Linked DNA regions of Sus scrofa: region 1 is linked to region 2. The links are chromatin contacts, called in public HiChIP or PLAC-seq maps. All regions are on one chromosome and are shown on one strand. The core of a region is the stretch at or near the end of the contact, and the rest is flanking DNA. Distances in the headings are between cores, read along the strand shown.

Region 1 (3,151 bases), core at 108-2,607, 170 kb after region 2:
GCTGGCAGGATGGCTACAATAGCATATCAAATTTAATTTAAAGTAATAAAAGAAATGTGACATTTCTTATGCCTGATCATGTGGCATAGAATTTGCATGCTTGTTGTTCTTTCTGGGACGTTCTGGCAGATAACTCTGCTTTCTTTGGATGCTCCAGAGTTTGGCGGAAACGGTTCTAAAGATCAGCAGAAGCTCTTTCTGAAGTTAACTTCCGCTCCCACCCCTGGTGAGAATTTACCCAGGGAAATACCAACCCAGCAAGTATTTCCTTCATAACCTGAAACTCAAGCTCTGAGTGGAACTACGTCCCCTTCACTCACAAGTGCTTCTCAGCCAGTCTCTAGTGGAGAAGAACATGTTCTCTCTCTTACATCCAAAAAGTTATACACAATAATCGCACAAGAAATAAATGCAAAACATCGTGACAGCAAGCACTGTCCCTGATTCTCAGGCAAGAACAGCTGTTGAACTGCTCTACTAACTAAACTCATACGCCTTTGGAAATAGAGGTATTATTGTCCTTATTCCACTCCAGGGAAACTGAGGCCCAGCAGTGTTAACTAATTTTCTAAAGATCTCAAGCTGGTAAGTGGCAGAGCTAGCGTTAGAACCCAACTCTGCCTTCTATTCTCCTGGGCTATTTAATCCCAATTATCTGTTCTTCAGCAAAACTCTTCTTTTTCTGTGTGTGTGTGTGTTCGTGTGTGTGTGTGTGACGCAACGCTCAGCTGCTGAATGTGGAAGAGAGAGCACAGATTTTAAATATAACCATTGCCATATTTGTTTACGGCTGGGAGCAGCAAGTCTGAGTTCCAGGAGATGTCCTCTGAGCTCGGGCTGAAAGGTGCCCGTCGCTGATTTAATGTGATAATCAGGGGTGGGGTCTTGGGACAGACTGTGATGCATTGGCTGTTGTTCTGCCCTTTGATGTTCCTTGGAATTTGTCAAAACACGCTTGGGCCCTCGGCAAAGTGCCATAGCGTCACCGTCCCCCTCTCTGACCAGGAGCGCAGGGCAGGGGCGGGGCGGCCGCCAGAGTGAAGGTCAGCACCGGGTCAGAGGGCGCAGACCTTTCCAGGGGACAGCCGGCGGCCGCCGCTCCCCACGGCACACCCAGGGGCCCTCTGTCTATGGGGGATAAGCAGCTTTGCAGTCTCGGACTGAAGGGGGCCTGCAGACCCCTCCTGTCTCAGCTCAGCCGCAGAGCCTCTGGAGCCAGGAATCGTCTTGCACAGCCTCCGTCACGGGGGATGGCGCTGCAGGCAGGGAAGGCGGGCACGGTGGGCCCGCTGAGTTCACTGCCTCCAGGACGCTCCCTCTCAGGACTGGGCACCGGCAGTCCAAGGTCAGGAGCCAGCCCCTGCCATGCCTTTAGGGCACTGTGCTCGCGGCAAAGGCAGCGGGCCGGAGGGCGGCCAGATGACTCACGCAGGGTCTCGCCAGCTGGACAGCGAAGCCTATTTCCCAAGGCCGGTCTGGGCAGCGTAAAGATTTGGAACATTGCTGGCACCCGGCACTGGGGATCTGTAGAGCTTTCTTGGGAGCAGCTCATCTGAAGGGTCACCCTGTCCTAGAAGTGAGGAATGACAAGGTTTGACTGTCCCAGTTGTCCTCTTGGAGAAGGAGAGAGTTGTTGGCCTAGAAGCATGTTGGGTTTTTCTGTTGGGCTGCTTCACGTTGGCCTCTGAGGGGATGGGGTCTATCAAATGGGGTTTCAGGGGGTCCCGTTTACTGTGACATTGGGATCATTGTTCTAATCTTGCCGCATAGGATGACATCACCTACACTGTGAAGCCAACCTCCCAGAGAATCAAGAAAAGTCATATAACTCTTCATTTCATTTTTAGCTCTCCAAACCTTAGTTTCCAGATCTGTAATGTGAGATTTGTAATATCCTAGCCTGGGGAGTTCTTTAAGAGCTAAATGTGGTTATGCACATTAAAATATTTAAGCGCAGTGCCTGGAACAGAGTGGGACTCAATAAATGTTAATTTTCCCCCCTTTCTTCCTTGCCCCCTTGGTTCTCTGGACCCATTGCCATATCCTCCCAATGTCTAAATTAAAATGAACACCATTTTGCAATAACTAAAGCTTAGGAAAGATGTGACATTGTCACCCATGACAAAGCCAGGGACTCAGCATGATAGCTGGGTATTGCCCAGTCTACTGGAAGCCACATTCTAATCCTCCACCCTGGGGTAGAAAATCATGCTGAGCACCTATGGGTGGCCTCACCTGGTGAGGGTGACAGTGTTACAACTTGCGGAGGCAAAGAGGCAAAGATTTAAAATATGAGGCTCGGAGAGCCCAGACATGGGTCTGCAGGGGAAAGGCCTCAGTCCAGAGAAGCCATTAATTTCCCTTCCATTTCGGATGGAAGGAAAAGCTTCTTTGCCAACTTCAGGGACCCAGAAAGGACCACTTCTCACTGCAAACCAACAATTTCTGACAGGTAAGTGGCCTGAAGGGTCACTTGGGATTAACTACTGGGAAGCAATTCCAGAAAGGGGCCACAGACATCGAGACAGTGTGGCTCCCTGTGCTGAGAAGGTGACGTCAGCCATGCAGATAAATTCCAGAGACTCTATCACCCCTCCAACAATGATTTACCAGCTTGTAAATTGTTCCCGAGCCCTTTCCATACTGACAACCTCTGGGGACTGTCCAGGCATCCTGGAAAATTACAGCAAGAGGGTATCTTTCCGATTCTTCTTTACCCAGTGTCTAGTTTCTTTAAGACTTAGTCTAATTTCTCTCTGTTCTATCAATTATTGTTAAATGAAGAAGCTTTTTCCAGTACTAAATGCTGAATGCTGCGTAGAATTGCCTGGAAATAGCGCCGAATATGGGTTCTGATGAGAAAATATGCCGGAGTTGGATGTTGACCCCAGCATTGAAATTACTACAGTTTTCCTCTCTGAGTTCTCTCTAAGTCATTTCTCAAGGGCTGCTTGTGGGTACTTGTGTATCCATTCTACAGATCGAGAAACTGAGGTAAAGACAGACCAGATATAATCTGCTTATGGGCATTTGGCAAAATAGCTACCAAATCAATCAAAGGTCATGATCTTTGCCTCCAGACCTCTTCGCCTCCCTTCTGCGAGAAAACAAAATAAGATTCAGGAGATGAAGCAACAGTAGAGCAGAAGGG
Region 2 (3,268 bases), core at 39-2,538:
CTTCTTTGCTCTTCTGTTAGAAATTGACTCAATATTTTCTTTTCTGCACCAGGTGTCAGTAAAGTATGTCCTTCAGAATAGCAGCTGAGGTCTTCACCTGCCTGAAAGCATATAATTATTATATCTTGCTAGTATTACCCTGTTAAAATATGATAGTTTCTTCAAAGTCAAGGTCTGGAGAGCGGGTGCTTTAAAAAGCACTCCTACTACAGAAGCTCTATTGGAACCCCATAGCGTGAGAAAGGCCGATGGGTGGAAATGGTACAATTTGTTTCCTTAATCATATACGCGAGAAGAGTCTAAATAAAGGTTAAAAAAAAAACCCTAAAAATAAATAATGGAGCTTCTCAAATTCTAATAGAAGGATTTCCGTTATCATCATAGTATCGATGTTAACAGCCGCCCGGCCCTCCACCCCTTACCCGACTCACTACCTTCCCACCCCTTCACCCCGCGGGCTTCGCTTCATCCCCAACCGCCAGCGAGGGGCAGGCTCCAAGGTGCTCGCTCCCCACCCTCCCGTTCCCGGGGCAAGCCAGCGCCTCCTCTCCCAGGTACCAAGCCGGCGTCCGGGGGGCCGGTCCCTCCCGCCCCCTCCCCTACCTGTCAAGAAGGAGGAAGCCAGAGACATGGGGACCCCCGAGCAATTGAGCAGCAGCAAGACGCAGCAGGTAATCCCAGGCGAGCGCCGGCAGGGACGCTCAGCCAGAGCCCTGACGCCGGAGAACCAGAGCATCGTCACCTGGAGGGAATCCCGGACGACTGCAGGTCCCGCGCCGCCGCCTCTGCTCCGCTACCACCGCTCGCAGTCAAAAAGGGCTCTCAGCCGGCGAGTCGGGAGACAGTCCGCGAAGGAGGGAGGCGGGCGCCCGTGAGCCTGGGCGGGGGGCGAGGGGGGAGGCGGGAGAGGGAGGCGAGGGGTGGGGGGCACCCAGGGAGGAGGGGTCCTGAGGCCAGGCTCCTCCAATGCGGCGTTTTTTTTTTTTTTTTTTTTTTTAGGAGTTGCTTGCAGCGGTTTAGTTGTCGCTCCCTCCGCGCCAGAGAGAGGGCCGGGTGCAGGGGGTGTCGGAGCGATGGGAGATAGGCACAGAGGAGTCGCTGCGCTGCCCGGTGCGCACCGCTTGCTCCGCCGCTGCCGCCGCCCGGGCAGCAATGACTGCGCCCGGAGCTGCCGCTGCTGCCGCGTCCTCCACTCCTGCACTCCTACCTCCTGCCGGCCCCGCGGGCTCTACGCCGGGCCAGCGCGCACGCTCGCTCGCTCAGGCGCGGGAGACCGGGGCGCACCGGGCGCCTCCGGGAGCCCGCTGGGGGCGCCCCGGCGCAAGTGGGATTGCAGAAGCCGTGAGCGGGGCACTCATGATCCGCCGGGCGTCCAGCCCTCTCCCCAGCCCTGGGAGGGAGGCTGCTTGCCCCGGGGTGCGGATCGGAGCGTGGCAGGCGCGTCTCCATCGCCCAGAGCGCGCGGCATCTCCTCCCTTTCCCCGGGGAACCCTTCACTAACCCAGGATGCCGCCCCATTCCTGCTCACAACGGTTCCAACCCAGGGAGGAAGCAGAATGCGGGGCTCTGGGGGCCTCACCACCACTGCTCATTTCCAGGTGCCCCAGCTTTGGGAAGGAGCGACGAACGGGGCGACGGGGGCGGGGGGGGGGGTTGGGCTGCAACTTTTCACTCCCTGCTTTGCTTCCCTCTGGCGGGGGCACGGCAGCTGACTCACGCGCGGAGCGGACAGAGGAGCCAGGGGCCTTCGAGATCTGTGCTCTGGGCTTACGTGTCTGCGCGTCGTGGCACTAAGGACGACAGAAGCTGAAAGGACACGCAAGGCCGATTAATAAACGCACAGAAGCGAACGCTTTTCGCCCTTAAAAGAGAAAAAGAAAAAGAACAGTCCCTCCGGGACTCCTCCCTTAACCCCGGGGCGGACTGGGGCGGGGAGGTGCGGTTTGACTAATCGTTCATTCACCGGAGAAAGAGGGAGGGACCCACGCGGCGGCTAATCTCTGGCAAAAACCGGCACAGCGGTCTCGGCCGCTCGGAGTTCTCGCCTCCGCAGCCCTGGGTGTCCAGGAGCCCGATCCTCAGGCCCCGGGTCCCTGGCCGGATCGAGGCCTCCCGCTCAAGCCATGGCACCCTCTGCTCAGGGGGGTGGGGGGAGTGGGCAGGGGGTTGCAAAGGAGAAGAAATTTGGAATGTGAAATTAGAGGACGCTTGGCAAGTATTGGGACCTGATAACCAGCTGTCTTCAGAGCGCATTGTGGAACGCCAGCTTCCTCTCCCCAAGAATGGAAACTGGGGGCCTCACCCGCCCCTCCTTCTGTCGCGTCCCCCTGGGTGGATCTGAAGGGCAGTCACCAACTAGCCAGGCACGTTTCTCAGACGGACGCACCTAACAATTTCCCAGCAAAGGGGGTTGTCTAGTCGAAGAAACTATACTTCTGCAAATGTTTGCCTACAGGTTTACAGTTTCCTCTTAAACCCTCCTCGGTTTCCTCCCCCCACGGGGGGGGGGGCTGTTTATTTGTTTTTTGTTTTTAAGTAATTGGAGCCTTCATTTAAGGCAGCAGTGCCCATATCCCACCACGCCGAGGAGCGGATAGGAGCGCATTGCTCTGAAAGAGAAAAAAAAAGTAAGAGAAGGGAAAGCTGTCATTAGTTTAGCACGCTCCATTTCCTTCTCAAAACAGATTTTTAGTGTAAAACTCAAGTTAAAAGAGAAGAAAGATGATGTGTGGTTGCTTTTTCCCCTCCTCTAAATAACCACCATGGCCAGGCAGCTTCTTGAAACTAAGAGTGTTAAATGTATTTACTAATGATAAAGAGACCATGCAAAAAAAAAAAAAAAAAAAAAAAAAAAAATCTGTAAATCCTGCCTTACCTCGCAAACCAAAGTGACCCGTGAAAAAACTTTTACTACTACGGATAAGTACTGTCAGTGGAAACCACTACCTCCTTTATCTAAAAAAGATACTCTCTGCATGGGGCTTTGAGATAAAGATGTTACTTGTGACTTAATTAAGGAAAATGGAATGGGGGGGTGTGCTGGGAGACCTTTCATTGGCTAGACTTCAGCAGTAGATCTGGTTAAACTCACATTATGGAATTGCAGGATATTTAGAGAGTGCTTGGTAGTTGCTCAGATGTTCCTTCCCTGACACCAGCCATACATCCTCAAGGGTTCACTTGACAAAAGCATTTATGATGGAACCTAGGTGTGTGTGGCATTTCTCAAACTAGGGATGTGGTGCTTTGGGGTGCACTTGAACTTTCC

The links. HiChIP or PLAC-seq counts read pairs in DNA pulled down with a chosen protein or histone mark.
Region 1: a contact with region 2 is called in an H3K27ac HiChIP or PLAC-seq map of skeletal muscle. The contact joins the enhancer-like site here to the promoter of BMPER in region 2. A contact is called at or near these places in 1 of 5 promoter capture datasets (liver), 15 of 47 Hi-C or Micro-C datasets (adipose tissue, embryonic fibroblasts, fetal heart ventricle and 9 more) and 1 of 2 datasets of contacts at active chromatin or transcription factors (skeletal muscle).

The regions. Positions count from the first base shown.
Region 1 is chr18:39,834,009-39,837,159 of Sscrofa11.1, forward strand. All of the region lies in intron 26 of BBS9 (protein PTHB1), which reads right to left. Among named protein-coding and RNA genes, the nearest start is that of BMPER, 170 kb to the left of the region's middle. Within about 2 kb of position 1,358, at least 11 of the 83 cell types and tissues checked have an H3K27ac peak or open chromatin away from gene starts, as enhancers often do. A contact at or near this core is called in adipose tissue, liver, skeletal muscle and 1 more, where this site is marked.
Region 2 is chr18:39,662,722-39,665,989 of Sscrofa11.1, forward strand. It overlaps BMPER (BMP-binding endothelial regulator protein), which reads right to left and starts at 1,289. Exons shown (of 15, transcript XM_013990842.2): 1 at 604-1,289. The coding sequence starts at 736. It overlaps BBS9 (protein PTHB1), which reads right to left. Exons shown (of 30, transcript XM_021079336.1): 30 at 999-2,609. LOC106508213 reads left to right here and starts at 744. Exons shown (of 2, transcript XM_013990847.2): 1 at 744-871; 2 at 1,000-2,856. The coding sequence starts at 1,074. The coding sequence ends at 1,712.